4 separate regions of the Mus musculus genome follow, and all the other regions are linked to region 2. Evidence: chromatin contacts called from public HiChIP or PLAC-seq and promoter capture Hi-C data. All regions are on one chromosome and are shown on one strand. Each heading gives the region's core, a stretch centred on a gene start, on an enhancer-like site or on the middle of the called end of the contact. The rest is flanking DNA. Distances are from core to core; before and after follow the strand shown.

Region 1 (3,984 bases), core at 849-3,348, 510 kb before region 2:
TCAGCCTTCAGATGAAAATGTAGAACTCTCGGCTCCTCCTACACCATGCCTGAACATTGCCATGTTCCTGCCTTGATGATAATGAACTGAACCTCTGACCCCATAAGCCAACCCCAGTTAAATGTCGTCTTTATAGGAGTTCTCAGTCATGGTGTCTCCTCACAGCAATGAAAACCCTAAGACATTAGGCTGGCCTCATAATCTTCTGTTAGCAGCCACACAAGTAGCCAGGACTACAGACAGGAAACCACAGCATCCAGGTGGGTACTTCTATAAGCTGAACCATTAATGAATTTATAAGAAACAGTAGATTAGTTTCCCAAAACATTAACTGAAGCAAGCACAAGTATTGAAGAGAAGAGGAAAGAAGGTATAGATGTATGGTATGGCAATTTTAGCCTGCAGAAGACACTAGGTTTGTTCTCTGGCCCAGTCACTAAACAAATAAATAATGGGGGAAGGAAGGGAGGGAGGGAGGGAGGGAGAAGGGAAGGGAGGGAGGGAGGAAGGGGGAATGTGGTATTCTGCCCTATCATGCATACCTCCCTAAACTGACAGCCAGCAAAAATCACACCAAGTAGAAGACATTGGAAGCTTCCTGAAGTGGCAGCCCTGAGTCTGGGGTATGGACGGGGAAACAGGTAGTAACGCAGATGCTGGCTTTCTCTGCTTCTCTCCTTGACTCTGCATTAGAGCATCAGCTACTCCTTGACCACACTTCCAACCAAGAGTAGCCATCGAAAAGTTTATCCTGGGAAAGAGGCCAAAAGCCCTGACAATGTATGGAAGCCTGCCAAAGCAGGAGCTTTCATAATGCATGCCTGCAGAGGCTCATGGGTCTAGAGAAAGGGTACAGTGTGAACAGAGGCATCTGTTTGATAGTGAGGCCTCCTTCCCCACACACACTGCAGTTGTTTTCTAAAGCTAGGAGCCCGGGCTGTGGTCTTTCAGGAGACCTAGAGTTGCCAGATAAAATACAGGACACCTACTTCAATTTAAATTTCAAATACATAACAAGTGTGTTTGTTTGTTTTACTACTAGCTTATTCCCCCATAATATTGCAATATATTTTACTGAATTTTGTTTTCATTATTCACCCAAAATTCTTAGGCATCCTAAATATTTTTATTTGCTAAGTGTGCTGACCCCAGGGCAGTTCTGACTTGCTGGCTAATCAAGAGGCAGCTCAAAGCACAGTCTGGAAGTCATCATAATCCAGAAGACCAGCCTTCCCTGCATGGACGTGAAAATTCAAGGCGCTAAAGGGCTAAGAGGCCCAAGAAGTCAAGACTGACTTTGGAAAGAGATCAATTTAGTGTCGTGTATTAACACTGGATTGCTTAAGGCAATATTATAGCTATCTCTTATATCCTCACAGGTGTATAAAAGACGGTGGAGATGAAATGAAGAAGTTAGAAATGTACAGAAACAGGTATTGCCTGGGAAGAGTACTTAACAGTAATGGAGGTTTGACGTGCAATCCCTAAGGAGGAACGGGAAATGCTCTCACCGCATTGATCTGGGCTATGTTGATAAAAGCTATAGACCACTTAACTCCCCTTGTATGTTTTTAAGCCACTCTGCATTCTGGGCATTTATCAAGCTACGTTATGAGGGCTGGGAAGGAAGAAAACACAGAAGCAGCGCAGCCCCCTTTCTCCTGAGCATCTGCTGTTGCTGCTGTCAAGGGGTCTCATTTTTCCCATCTATCCTGAAGACAACCCAGAGCATAAATATCATCACTATCTTAGAATCATTGATAATATTGGTTTTTTGGTTTTGCTTTTGTTTTGTTTTTGTTTTTTTCAAGACAGGGTTTCTCTTTATAGCCCTGGCTGTCCTGGAACTCACTCTGTAGACCAGGCTGGCCTTGAACTCAGAAATCTGCCTGCTTCTGATTCCCGAGTGCTGGGATTAAAGGCATGCGCCACCACCACCACCACACACACACATACACACACACACACACACACCCGGCAAGCTCAGCTTTCCTAAGTATAAGTTCCAGTTGCCTGCAAATAGGCTAGGCTAGGACCACAAGAACAGGAGCAGTGCTGAATACCCAGCATGGCCACTGCTCGCTCAAAGGCAACGCTACAATACTGTTACTATGTAGCTGAATCAGCACTGGCCATCACTATCCTGGGCCTCTCACTGAAATGTCTCTGGTTCAATCTCCTCATCTCTAAAATCTGTGGTCATGCTTTACGATAAAACCACCACATACCAAAAGTATTTAAAATGTACTCTACTGACATAAAATTTATATACCATAAAATCCATTCTTTGGAGAGTTCACTGGTTTTAAGTTCTCTTCCCAACTTATATCCATGCTTACTCCTCCCCAAGGCTACTAAAGTTACAGTCAGGTGACAAGTCCACAAGGACAAAGAGTACACAAAGTTAAGTGATGCTAATTGATCTCCCAGGGCTGAGCACTGGGAAGCGGGCAGGGGAGGAGGCCATGCACATTCACAAACAAGCATCAGGAGTTGGTGGTACAAAAGAGAGTTCAAAAAAGAAAAGAAAACAAACAAAAAACAAGGATAAACCCAGGCGTGTAGTGCACACCTTAAATACTCAAGGGATCAGGATAGGAGCGGGAGAATCACAAGGTCAAGATTATCCAGGCCAGCCTAGGCTATCTGAGGCTCTGTCTCGAGAATGGGGAAAAAGCAAAAGGATGAGCTGAAGGGCTAACAGGAAGTGGGCAGTCCCTTCTTCCCCAAAAAGGCGGTAAGGAAGAGAGATGTGGGAGGCACACAGACAAAAGTAACAATTAGAAAAATAATAATTCACAAGGGAAAACAACTATACATATTGAAGGAAAAAAATGGACTTTTGAAGTTGTCACTGTTACATTCAAGATGAAAAACATTCTTTGGTTGGTGCATAACTCAGTGTGTGTGTGTCCCCTTGCACAGCAAAGATGCACAAAAATATGTGAATCCTGCCAGGCAGCAGCGCTGTACACCTTAATCCTATCACTAAAGAAGCAGTGGCCAGCCTTGTCTACAAAGTGAGTTCCAGGACAGCCAGAGCTCCAGAGCTACATAGAGAGACTCTGCCTCAAAAGTAAATAAATAAATAAAAACAAATGTATATATTGCATATATGTGTTGCATATAAATATGTTGAGTGCATGTGTGTGTGTGTGTGTGTGTGTGTGTCCTAATCTTCAGACCCTGTGACAGGAAAAACAACTTTATAAGGTAAAGCCAGAGATGCTGAAACAGGGAAACTAAGCTAAGGAATTTTGCCTAAATTATTTCGTAGGCCCAATCTAAAGAGCCAGGCATAGTGGTACATGCCAGGAGTCCCAGCTCTAGGCAAAAAGCAAATTAAAAACAACAACAACAACAAAAAACAAAACAAAACAAAGGAGTCCCCTCTGACTAGAAGCTGAGACATGCCACAAAGAAACACAGAGTGTAGAAAACATGAGAGGAAGTTGACCCTCTGTTATTATTTCAAGATGGATGAAGACAGCCATGAGCCAAGGACTGTAGAGATGAGCTAGAAGCTAGAAGAGTTCCTGACTGACATCCATCAGAAATCAACCTCTGCCAATGACCTTAACAAGCAAAGCACTGGGATTTCTCAAGAGTCTCCAGGAAGCACGCAGCCCTCCGAGGGCCTTGTTCTGTACATAGCAGAGCACTGATTGTCATAGTTATAAAGTGGCATATGATTCAACCTACTATACAAAGTAAATTTCCAAAAGGTGAGGCAGAAGATAGAACTGAAAAATAGAGAAGAAAATTACAAGACTGATCCAAGAGGCCAACCGTCCAAAAGGAATTTAAGGAAGAGAGATGGGACAGAATTTCCAGACTGAGAGCATTCGCTGAGAACCCAGAGCAAGGTGCACACTCAGAACAATGGAGACAAAGACCCCACAGTGTTAGAGATGAGGGAGAAGCCCCATGGACAGCAACATATGTCACTGGTGCTCTTGAGAAATGAAGATAAGGTGCTTATGA
Region 2 (3,705 bases), core at 730-3,229:
GCTAAAGGCACTCACTAGCAAACTGAGGGACTGTAGGTAGGGCCAGTACAGGGGCTAAAGGCGCTTACTATCAAACATCTAATGGCTTGAACTTGATCCCCAATATGCTCATTCTCCAAGAAACCACTCCCCCAAATTGTCCTGTGAGCTACACGCGTGCACGCACACACACACACACACACACACACACCAATAAAAATATTTACAAACTGAATTTAAAACATTAAAAGGATACAGGATGACTTGTCAATATAAGTATATCCATAGATCCAAAGAACAAATAAAATAAATCACACAATCATTATGGAGAAAGGGCCTTTAATGTATTTCTATTGTTTTCGAAGTATGTCTTGAAGATAGTAGTAGTATACATGAAGACCCCTGACACTGATGCTCAAATATGCTGCTTCATGCAGCATGTGAAAGAAGGTTCTCGAAAAGAAGCTGCATCTCCACGAAACATGCTGCAAAGAGAGTTAACTGGATGAAAATGGCCCCAAAGACTCACAGGGCGTGGTCCTGTTAGGAGGTGTGCTCTCTCTGGAGTAGGTGTGGCCTTGTTAGAGGAAGTATGACACCAGGGTGGGCTTTCTTGCTGCCTGCTGATCCAGGTGTATCTTCGGCTATCTATTTCTCCAACACCATGTGTGCCTTGGCGCCACCGTGCTTACCCCTGTGATGATAATGGGCTAACTCTGAACTGTGAGCCAGACCCAAGTAAATGGTTTCCTTTATAAGAGTTGCTGTGGTCATGGTGTCTCTTCACAGCACTAGAAACCCCAACTAAGACACCAACCAAAAGGCTAACAGTGTCATTACGTAAGGTGGGAGGCCTCCAGCAGAAGTACCTCCACTCTGCTTCAACCTGCCCACCTAATGTCCCCAGCAATGTCTGTGAAAGGTGTCTTGATTTATGGCTTTGTTCTGTTAGTACAAAGGCTTTGTTAAACTGCTTCCGTGTGAGAACAAGTAATTTGAGGTAACCTAAATGTGTCCTCGGGCCACGCTCATTCATATTTGTCTACAGAATAAGCTTTCTCCCTTTGAGGTCAGAACTGTAAGTTTTTGCTCAACCATCACACGTCACTGTTTGTTTCTGGACTGCAATGCAGCTTTGTTCCTAAGTTATAGTCTCTTGTTATGAAGCCTGGAGGTTTAGAACCAACTCCATGCTGAGTTTAACTGCTCCTCAGTAATACATCCAGCACAGATGATTTCATTATGGAATGTGGCCTGGCTACTTTGCAGTATTTTCTGAGGCATAGGAAGCTTTTATCATAAAAATCAAAACAACATTAATCTGCAAACGTGTCACTTTACTTTCACTGCCAAGGAAAAAAGATAAAAAGAAGAAACAAACTGAGATAAGGCAAACCTATACCAAAAACCTCGACCAAAACAACAATCAAAGCAGCTCCCTCCGTCCCTCCCCTCGGGGCAGTCGGGTTTAGGAGCTGAGGTTTCAGAGTCTACTTTACTTAATTGCTAAAGGCAAGAGCACAGCAGGGGGTTTGAACCTCCTTCTTTGTGGCTCCCGGCTCTGCTTCTGGCGAAAGCAATCTTTAAATTCAGTGCTCTCAAACAGGCCCCACAGGCCCCACCGGCCCCTTGCTGTTCAACTTGGAGAAGATTTAAACTGGTAAAGAGCAGGCCGCTGTCTGCAGGACAGGTGAGACGGGCTCAGATTTCACAGCTGGCTGGGAGGCGAGCTAACACAAAGCATCGCAGGGGTGTTTTCACACCTTTATAAACAGTCTGTGTTTAAACACCACCCGTACAGTGCTTCTTTCCCAGTCCCTCAAAGCTGGCCACTGCTGTGTGTTTAATTACACTCCTAAATCTGAAAAAATCAAAACAGCCAGCAAGGTTGATCTGCATTCTTTGGCTGGAGCCGCCGCGTGTGCAAAGCCAACCTGCCCGGGCTCCTGTTTCTACTTTCCTCAGTGCAGCCTGCAGCCCAGCCAAACCTCCTCCTGGAGGGCGGCGAGCACAGAGCACAGAGCACACCAACTGCCGGCGCGAGGAAGCAGTCTTCCCCACCACACACTGTATTGAGAGCCATCTCTTGGCAATGCAAACATGTTTCTGGGCTTAGTGCCACTCAGACAACACACACACACACACACACACACACACACTGACAGAGAAACCGGTTTGGTCTTGTTCCAGGGCTCAGTCCAAACAACCGAAGTTAAATGTAGCTTTCATTGTTGATGCCTTTCTGTGTCAAATATCAATCTTTCCGCAAAAGCAGCAGGGACGGATGTAGCTATGAAGAAGGTTTTCCCTCCCCCACTCTAAAGAGGAAAATATATTTCACTCTCTAAGGGAGCATTTGCTAAAGAAGGAAGCAATGAAACAGAGGCCACAATGTTTTAGAATTTTAAAAAATAACACCAGCTGTGGCGCACGCCTTTAATCCCAGCACTTGGGAGGCAGAGGCAGGCGAATTTCTGAGTTCGAGGCCAGCCTGGTAAGTTCCAGGACAGCCAGGACTACACAGAGAAACCCTGTCTTGAAAAAACAAACAAACAAAAAAATACAATTCATGCTAGGGCTGTCAACTTTCCCAGGCAGAGTAACCCCAGAGAACAGTTAAGCCCCAAACTTGCTACAGAGCTGATGGGAAAAGCTGTGAAGACCCGCAGAGCCTCTGCACCCCTCCCAGGGCAGGCCCTTGCTCTCCAGCATGATGCAGGTCCACCACAAGGAAGAGAAATGGCATACAAAGGCACAGAGGCATGCAGCCTAGAGCAAACTGCTGCAGGTCTCCCTTGCCGGCTCCAAACACTCCAACACCACACTGTATTATCAGAAACAAACAAATCAAATGTCTCCTGACCACTCCCCACCCAACGTCTGCCCAGGTGAGGCTGCCCATGAAGGTGGGACCAAGCAGGGTGGGTAGTTAGTGATCTGGGCACTTCCTCCACACTAAGGCAGAGTCACTTTAACCAGTGTAAGAAATACGCAAAAGGAAAGAACAAATGGATCTACAGCGCTGCTGTCATGCTTTCCATGATAAGATTGTAACAAAAAATTAACTTGACTACTTATTTTTAAAAATCTTCTTAAACTTGAAAATACTAACTAGTATGTATAAATGTGAAGTGACTTCATCTGACATGAAATATGAACTCTGAGAGCTCCAGGGAAGTCTGTACAATACTTCTTTCCTGCATTGGATTTTGTACATTGACCAATACAAAAGCACTTAATAAAAATATCCTTGGTGCTCCAGACTTAAAACTGCTCACAGGTTCCCTCCCTCATGGCTGCTCTGGTGTAACTGTTCCTGGAATCCATGCACAGAGGCCTTCAGTCCTTGGTTGCTCGGGGTGGCACTACTGGGAGGTGCCGCCCACACAGAGCCCATGGATGAGTGCTAGACCGCTTCACAGACTGCCCCAGACAGAATTATGAGATGCTGACCCTATCTATCTATCTATCTATCTATCTATCTATCTATCTATCTATCTATCTATCTTGCCTTTTCCCTTTCTGCTTCCTGGCTGGTGATCTGAGCTGCTCCACCCCACCCTCCACCCACAGCCCAAAGCATGGAGCCAGCTGACCCTGCACTGACCTTTTTTCTTTACAAATTAACTCGGGTTATTGTGTTAGAGCAACAGAAACTGGCACCCAGATCTAAGGTAGGACTGTCAACTGAGCTCTGCTAAAGTCAGTTATGGCCAGACGGTGCGC
Region 3 (3,895 bases), core at 253-2,752, 790 kb after region 2:
AGTCGGCGGGAATTGACAGACAGACACAGAACGAGAGAGTGTGCTGGATCTGAATGTAATTTGTCAAATCCAGCATCAAACTTTTTATACAGAAGAAAATAGGGAAGTTAGGTGACACACCAACAAGGTACAAAGAGGTTACTGGATTCTTACACAAAACAGAGGAATGCAAACAGGGAAGGACTGGCAGGAACCAACTGGGATAAAATTCAATGTCAACAACTGGGAATCAAAGGCAGCCCCACCTAAGGTCAGCTTAATCTTAGAAGCCAGGGGCAAGGGCTTCGTGCCCTTGCCATAGTTCCTACTCTAGTCTATTGTATAGTCCACCTTCCCCCTAGGCCATTGTAAATACCTGTGTATGGGTGTAACTCAGCTATCTATAGTTCTAAGTATCTACTCTGGTTCCTCTTTAGGTCACAAACTTCCATCTTCCTAGATAATGGTAAATTTCTGTGTAGGGCAGTGACTTAGCTATTCATGCCCAAGGTCGGATCAAGGACTGCCTAGAATCTAACTTAGCTATATGTCAAAATATCAATCCTTAGGAGCACTTGTAATTAAGCAATATTAAGGGAAAGCACACAGATCCATTTACCAACTAAAGCAAGGACATTGGAGCATTCGTTATACAGGATGCCACGGTTCCAGGAGACTAAGTTTCTGTGAACTTTTCGCCTCGGGACAGCACCCAGGCTTGTCACTATTGGAGTGGATGTAGCATACCTCCTCACAGCTGGAATTACACACATACCTCACCATGTTTGAGTGTTCTTCTGGCTTCCGGGGATTGAACCCAGGGCCTTGTGAGGGCTCAGCACATAGTCTACAACTGACAGAGAAAGGCAGACCTCTCAGAGGAAGAAGTGATGCTTCCTGGAAGAAGTAACAGGTAAACTAAGATAAAATGTGTAAGCAGAAGTTAGACACGGGAATGTCAGTAGAATATGAGTTCAGGTGGGGCTCACAATGAAAAGTGAAGGTTAGAATTAACAAAATAAAAATAAGTCCAAACACAGCTTACAAGAGAAAATAAGGTATATTGCTGAGGTTAAAAGCATCCAGCCCACCTCTGTCTGGTGCAGGTACCATCTTCAATGGCCGTGCAGTCCACATTAGTAAGTTTAGACTGTATTTTAGGAGAACGGGGGACCTTGCCCTTCCTCATGAGAGATCATTTTGATGTATGATGTGAAAACAGAAGACAGTAAAGAAACACGGAAGGAGAGCTCTTCCCCTGCTTGTAGAAGAGCCACAGGCACCACCCCCACTGCTGCTACCCCACCCCCACCCCCACTCTACCCGATGCACTGCACAGCCTGCCTGCCCTGACGACAGCTAGGGTGGCTCTGCAAGCTGCAGCCATCTGGCGGTGTGGGACCTGGGGTGCCTGGATGTTATGAGACCAGAGAAGTGATGATGATGTTACTCCAGTATTCTTTAGTATAATTCTTTGTGTTCACCACCTCATTCTTCCATGAAGTGGTGGAGCATGGTGCACTAGCGCCCTCTGCTGTATACTGCTGGGGCTGCCACAAACGGCCCAAGAAAAGAAAGCTAGCCCTGTAAATCTTTCCAAAGTGGGTCGATTACTTTGGAGGGATATTAAAATATATTAATGGGGAAACTATTCTCAATACGATAACAAAGGACAGCTATTGTATTTTGCATATGTTCATGAAAAATTAACTACCTTAAAAAATGAATCACATATATGGGTACCCCAGCTCTGGTTAAGGGAATGTGAGCACAATTCAGAAAGATTTCCCTTGTGTTATTTATTTTTTAAAATTTAATTTAGGGGCTGGTGAGATGGCTCAGTGGGTAAGAGCACCCGACTGTTCTTCCGAAGGTCCAGAGTTCAAATCCCAGCAACCACATGGTGGCTCACAACCATCTGTAACAAGATCTGACCCCCTCTTCTGGAGTGTCTGAAGACAGATACAGTGTACTTACTTACATATAATAAATAAATAAATCTTAAAAAAAAATTAATTTTACAGGGATGGAGGATCAAACTCAGGGCCTGACATTTGCTAGGCACCCATACCACCAGCACTATACCCACCAGCACTACTGGCTTGAATACTGTATTAATGTCAAAGGTTGGCTTGTTATTATTTGAATGAGATATAAAACAGAGCAGAAATAAGCATGCTGGAACAATACCACGATTCCCTGTGAGTTGTCTGCCATCTAGTGTTCATTTTTGGAACTTAAAAAAGTTAATTAAATCCCCACCACCACCAGCCACCCAAGCAAAGAGCTGACCCAGCAACATTTTTACAGGAAGGTTTCAAAGGGTACCACACAACTCTTGCTTTGTGGAGGGAGAGTCAGGGGGATACATAATCTAGACTTGTAAGAAATCAAAGCTAGGCGGTGGTGGCGCACACCTTTAATCTCAGCACTTGGGAGGCAGAGGCAGGCGATTTCTGAGTTCAAGGCCAGCCTGGTCTACAAAGTGAGTTCCAGGACAGCCAGGGATATCCAGAGAAACCCTGTCTAGAAAAAGAAAGGAAGAAAGGAAGGAAGGAAGGAAGGGAGGGAGGGAGGGAGGGAGGGAGGGGGAGAGAGAGAGAGAGAGAGAGAGAGAGAGAGAGAGAGAGAGAGAGAAAGAGAAAGAAAGAAAGAAAGAAAGAAAGAAAGAAAGAAAGAAAGAAAGAAAGAAAGAAAGAAAGAAAGAAAGAAAGAAAGAAAGAAATCAGTTATTTCTGGGAGACAAATGTTGATCTTAGCTACCGGACAGTATTACTTGGGAAAAAGAAAATACAGATAGTCTACAACACTCCGGCCTGGAACATGCTGGCTCACTGGCTTGGACCTCAGCAGTGACACAAGTTCAAAGCTCTCAGATGATTCCCAGATGTGCAGCCAGGGTTTTCCTCAGGAGTTCATGGCTTAGCTAGGTCATCTGCACAGGGAACGTCTGCTGATGGAAAAGCATCTGTTTCCATGGAGATCACAGCCTCTCTTAGAATTACTGTTTGTTGTTACTGTTGTCGTTTATTGAGATGGATCCTGCTCTGGAGGCCTTGGCTGGGTGGGTATTCATTATGTATCCTAGGCTGGCCTCGAACTCATGGCAATTCTCGTACCTCGGCTTCTCAAATGCTGGGATTACAAGTGTACACTATCACTAGTCCTGGCAGTTTATGAGTAATCAATAGGCTGACTATGCAGCATTCCCCATAATGCATGGTACAATGTGCTCTATAAATGCAAACCTTTAGAGACAATGTTTCTCTAGGAAGCCCAAGGTAACCTAGATTACTCTAGCCTAGAATATAAGCAAAGAGCGGGCTTGAACATAGGAATCTCTTGTTTCAATAAATGTTAAAAACATTTATTATCAACTAAAATACCTTGAAAGTTAAAGGCTTCTGACCTTGAAACTCCCTGGGCCCTGGCTGGTTTTCCTTCTACACCCACCATCTGCAGTGAAACCACAGCCAAGATGCAGATTTCATTCAGAAAGACCCTCACTGCAAAGAGCATCACACTCAATGTTGAGCATCCAGGCACTATAAAAGATGTAAAGGCAAGATCCAAGATAAGGAAGGGCTTCCTCCTCATCACAAGAATTGATAAGCTGCTAGGAGAAATGGTACTTTGTCTGACTACAGCATCCCAGAGTCCACTCTATGGGGGTGGAGACTTCATGATGGCCCTGCGGAGGAAGAACATACCACGCTTCCCTAAAATACTCCAAGGAGCAAGAAAATGGCCAAATTAGCTCCCTTCCAACGGACAAGACACTAGAGTTTCCATGGCCAACCACTTTGACAGACATTATCAGCAAATATATAATCTGCAAATATATTATTTGACTTACTGCTTCAACAAATTGGAATACAAATAATTGTGTATGAATTAATAAAAGGGATCTGAGAAG
Region 4 (3,872 bases), core at 683-3,182, 830 kb after region 2:
GGCCAAGGCTGGCCTCTAAACTCCTCATTCCCCCTTTTTCAGACTCTAGAGTGCTGGAAATACAGTATGAGCCCCCATACCTGGCTCAGTCACTTTCTAACTGACTTCAATCTATCTCATATATGAATCCCAGCAAGTGGCCACATAAGCTACACAAACCCAGTCACACTGCTTTCACAATGGCAACCAGACAGTACTGCTCAGTCCTTTACAGAGAACTTTAATAGTCCAGAAAAGATACCTTGTAGGGTATCTTAATCCAAAATGCCAAGAGGGTCCCCCTAGGTAATCATGCTTGCAGACTAAGGGCCCGAATGTTTTCCTAGAATGAGAAGCGCCTAGTGAGCTATCACTATTGTTATTAAACGAATCATAATACTGTGAGCTTCAATTTCATGCCAAGAAATTAGAGATATGTGTCAATATGTAAACTCAAACACATAATCTGCAGAATTTTTATACTTTTTTAGATTTATTTTTCTTATTATTGTGTGTGTGTGTTGTGTTTTCTTGTTTGACACAAATGGAGGGTGGAGGATAACTTTTCGGGAATCAGTTCTCTCTTCCCACTGTGATTTTGAGGCAGGGTCTGTCTTACTCCTGGCTAGTGCCTCTGAATGAGGGTCCTGCCTACAGCCATGCTCCTGTCTGAGACACACGCCGAGGTTTGGATTACAGACTTTGTCACTGGCCCATTATGTCACTTTCAATGGGAAAAATTGGTTGTGTTTGCTATTTTGAGACTTAGAGGGTTCAAGCAAGTATTATATGCCATTCAAGGTAGCCCAGGAGGAAGAGTTATGATTAAAATAATTTCTTAGCATCACATATCCCTACTTAACTGCACCCCCTTTCTGCTAGTCCAAGAGATAGGCCTCATCTTAATAACACTACAGATATGTGAAACTGGAAAGGATGAGCTATATCACAGATGGTAGATATATTTAGACATACTAGTAAATCAACCTGACAAGATGTATATAACTTAACAGTCAAATTCAAATAGCCAAGCTTCCCTAGGAAAGGACTACATGGGGAAAAAAAACCAAAAAACAAAAACAAAATTGATCTGCTGAGTGAATGGTAAAGGACATATACAACAACACGTCCTGTCTTGCCTTTGCTTAGTGCAGGCATCACCTACTGCAGGAATCCAGGCCAAACCCAAGAGCTGCATTCAAGACCTTGTTAGGAACTAACAGAAGCTGCAGCATGAGGAAACCCTCTGCTCACATTTGGAGTGCGATCTAACAGACTGTGAGCCTGACGCTTTAAGGACTTGCCGGCTATAGGAGTCTAAACACCCTGAACTTTGACGCATACCACCAGGGCCTATGTTTATGACAAGGTCTACCATTACCATAGTATTTATTAAACCTTCCTAAAATGTGGTTTACTGATCTGCAACTAATAGCTTAAGTTAATATTAGAAACACCAAGACGTCTAAAAACCTGCGAACACACTGCTGAAAACTGATGCTCTTCAACGCATTTGTCAGACAAAAAAATAAAAAATCAATCAAGAAAAAGCCTGGGAAAGTGGATGCTCCACGGTGGCAATGGTAAGGACCGAGGGGAACTGGAGTCCTGATCTAAGTCGCTTCGCCGACCAGGGCTTCTTGAGCAAGGCCATCTGGATACCCCGAGGAGTCTGCAAGGTGTGCATTCGGGATCTGCGTGCAAACCAAGGGAGCCACAAAGTTCGCCCCTACACCGAGGAACAGTAACAAAGACACCACCAGTATCACCCTGGAAGGTCGCTCACGCCCCGCGTCCTCCCTCACCCGCCGCCACCGCCCCGGCCGTCAGAACCCGGCCCAGGTCTCCCGCGGATGAAAATGGGGCTTCCAGCGTCACCTCGCTGCCGGCAGTGCTGCACCTGGCAGTGCTGCCCAATGTCCAACTCCGCCATCTTTCCACCGCCGCAAGGGCAGGGGGCGGGGCAGCGCTGGGAACGTCAGTCCGGAGCGGGCAGGACCGAGGGCGGGGCGTCCTGTGAGGTGGGTGGGGCCTGTAGTGGGGCAAGGCGGGGCTTTCGGGGGCGGGACCCCCGGTGGGGTGGGGCGGGACTCCGCGATGGGGCGAGGCGAGCATGCGGGGCGGGGCCCACAGGAGAGGCGGGGCCTTGAAGACACTTGCGCGCTTCCTGGAGGTTCCAGCACTCTCCAGAAAGAGAAGAGACTTAGTAGAACTCAATTCTTGTAGCTGAGGTTCTCGGGCTCAAATTTGAGAAAAACCTAGCTCCTCTTTTGGAAACTGCACTCGCTGTTCTCTACATTGAGTCTCCAAAATTGAGAACTCCCTCACGAAGATTTCTTGATTTCTTAAGTAACTGTATTCCCAGGAGCCAACAAAGACCTGGCAAGAAGGAGCTAAAGGAGTCTGCAACCCTATAGGTAGAACAACAATATGAACTAACCAGTACCCCCAGAGCTCATGTATATGTAGCAGAAGATGGCCTAGTCGGTCATCATTGGGAAGAGAGGCCCCTTGGTCTTGCAAACTTTATATGCCCCAGTACAGGGGAACGCCAGGGCCAAGAAGTGGGAGTGGGTGGGTAGGAGAGTGGGGGGAGGGCATGGGGGACTTTTGGGATAGCATTGGAAATGTAATTGAAGAAAATACCTAATTAAAAAAAAAAGAATGCTAGCAAAAAAAAAAAATGTTATAGCAATCAAGAGAGGTACCGGGACACTGATTACTATATTGTCTTGATGTTTTAGTTTGAAGTAAATGCCCTCACCATGAAAGCATTAGGCTTTTGTTTTTAATTTAAAGGCTTCTTTTAATTATTTGTTAAAATTCTAGTAAGGAAAAAAAAAAATACATGCAACTAAAGTGTACATCGCTCCTCGGTTAGGAGAGCACACTGCAGAGGCAAGCTCCTAGGTCATAGGATGAAGGGAGCTGTTTGATGTCTGACGAGCCTCTTCATTAGAACTAAGGGGAGGCCTTGCCTTGTAGGTGGGGTAGGAAGGGATGTCTTTCTACTGACAAGACACTGGACACAATCAGAGTGGATGAGTGACAATCAGCTGCAGACCTGAATAGTCTCCCATGTGACTTAAGGGTACTCAAATGCTCTCCTGAAGAGTAAAGTGAATACAATTGCCACACACCATACTTTTTCAGTGCATTCTGGATATTCGAACAGACACCACAGGCTTGGGCAGCAAACAGTTTTTTCAGAGAGCTAACTCCCAGCCCTTGCGATTTCTTGAATCTAAGGCTCAGCAACTTACGTTTTACTAATGTTGGTACAGTCAAGCAACAGTAGATTTTCTAGAATGTTACCGTGACTGAATGTTCTAAATAGATGGCAAATATATATCCCACCAATCCAATCAGAACATTTCTTTTTCAGCTCTTGGAGATCTCATAGCAGCCCAAGACTAAAGTTTAGCTACTCCTATCCCCGAGTCTCCTTTTCTGGTTTTTTCTTTAGATATTATTTACCAAAATCTATCTCTCCATCTATTTGTGTTCAACCCCTTTGTTAAATATATCCTCACTGATGAAATTCCAGTGATAAATGAATCAGAAACTCCTCTACCTCCATACTTAGTCATGACAACTTTTTTTAAAAACATGAGCTCTCGGGCTGGTGAGATGGCTCAGTGGGTAAGAGCACCCGACTGCTCTTCCGAAGGTCCGGAGTTCAAATCCCAGCAACCACATGGTGGCTCACAACCACTCACAATGAGATCTGACTCCTTCTTCTGGAGTGTCTGAAGACAGCTACAGTGTACTTACATATTAAAAAAAAAAAAAAGAACAATAAATAACAATAAATAAAGGGGTGGATGTAGTGCACACTTGTATGTAGTCAAATATTCATACATGTAAAATAAAAATCTTTTAAAAAAAAAAAA

The links. Promoter capture Hi-C pulls out the DNA fragments that hold promoters and counts their contacts. HiChIP or PLAC-seq counts read pairs in DNA pulled down with a chosen protein or histone mark.
Region 1: a contact with region 2 is called in an H3K27ac HiChIP or PLAC-seq map of epiblast stem cells, with 3 times the contacts expected there. The contact joins two enhancer-like sites. A contact is called at or near these places in 1 of 484 Hi-C or Micro-C datasets (embryonic stem cells), 3 of 115 datasets of contacts at active chromatin or transcription factors (embryonic stem cells, epiblast stem cells and pancreatic cancer cells) and 1 of 9 other capture datasets (macrophages).
Region 3: a contact with region 2 is called in an H3K27ac HiChIP or PLAC-seq map of embryonic stem cells, with 4 times the contacts expected there. The contact joins two enhancer-like sites. A contact is called at or near these places in 3 of 39 promoter capture datasets (the C10 cell line, the HPC-7 cell line and frontonasal cranial neural crest) and 2 of 115 datasets of contacts at active chromatin or transcription factors (astrocytes and embryonic stem cells).
Region 4: a contact with region 2 is called in a promoter capture Hi-C map of liver, with 2.1 times the contacts expected there. The contact joins the promoter of Zfand1 here to the enhancer-like site in region 2. A contact is called at or near these places in 3 of 39 promoter capture datasets (embryonic stem cells, liver and neutrophils) and 1 of 484 Hi-C or Micro-C datasets (embryonic stem cells).

Annotation. Positions count from the first base shown.
Region 1 is chr3:9,006,368-9,010,351 of GRCm38.p6, forward strand. No RefSeq gene overlaps it. Among named protein-coding and RNA genes, the nearest start is that of Gm46832, 19 kb to the right of the region's middle. Within about 2 kb of position 2,099, at least 14 of the 459 cell types and tissues checked have an H3K27ac peak or open chromatin away from gene starts, as enhancers often do. A contact at or near this core is called in embryonic stem cells and epiblast stem cells, where this site is marked.
Region 2 is chr3:9,518,597-9,522,301 of GRCm38.p6, forward strand. The region is part of intron 2 of Zfp704 (zinc finger protein 704); the gene reads right to left. Among named protein-coding and RNA genes, the nearest start is that of Zfp704, 90 kb to the right of the region's middle. Within about 2 kb of position 1,980, at least 163 of the 459 cell types and tissues checked have an H3K27ac peak or open chromatin away from gene starts, as enhancers often do. A contact at or near this core is called in embryonic stem cells, epiblast stem cells and liver, where this site is marked.
Region 3 is chr3:10,305,594-10,309,488 of GRCm38.p6, forward strand. No RefSeq gene overlaps it. Among named protein-coding and RNA genes, the nearest start is that of A930014E01Rik, 9.6 kb to the left of the region's middle. Within about 2 kb of position 1,503, at least 31 of the 459 cell types and tissues checked have an H3K27ac peak or open chromatin away from gene starts, as enhancers often do. A contact at or near this core is called in embryonic stem cells, where this site is marked.
Region 4 is chr3:10,349,385-10,353,256 of GRCm38.p6, forward strand. Zfand1 (zinc finger, AN1-type domain 1) reads right to left here and starts at 1,933. Exons shown (of 8, transcript NM_025512.3): 1 at 1,858-1,933. The coding sequence starts at 1,912.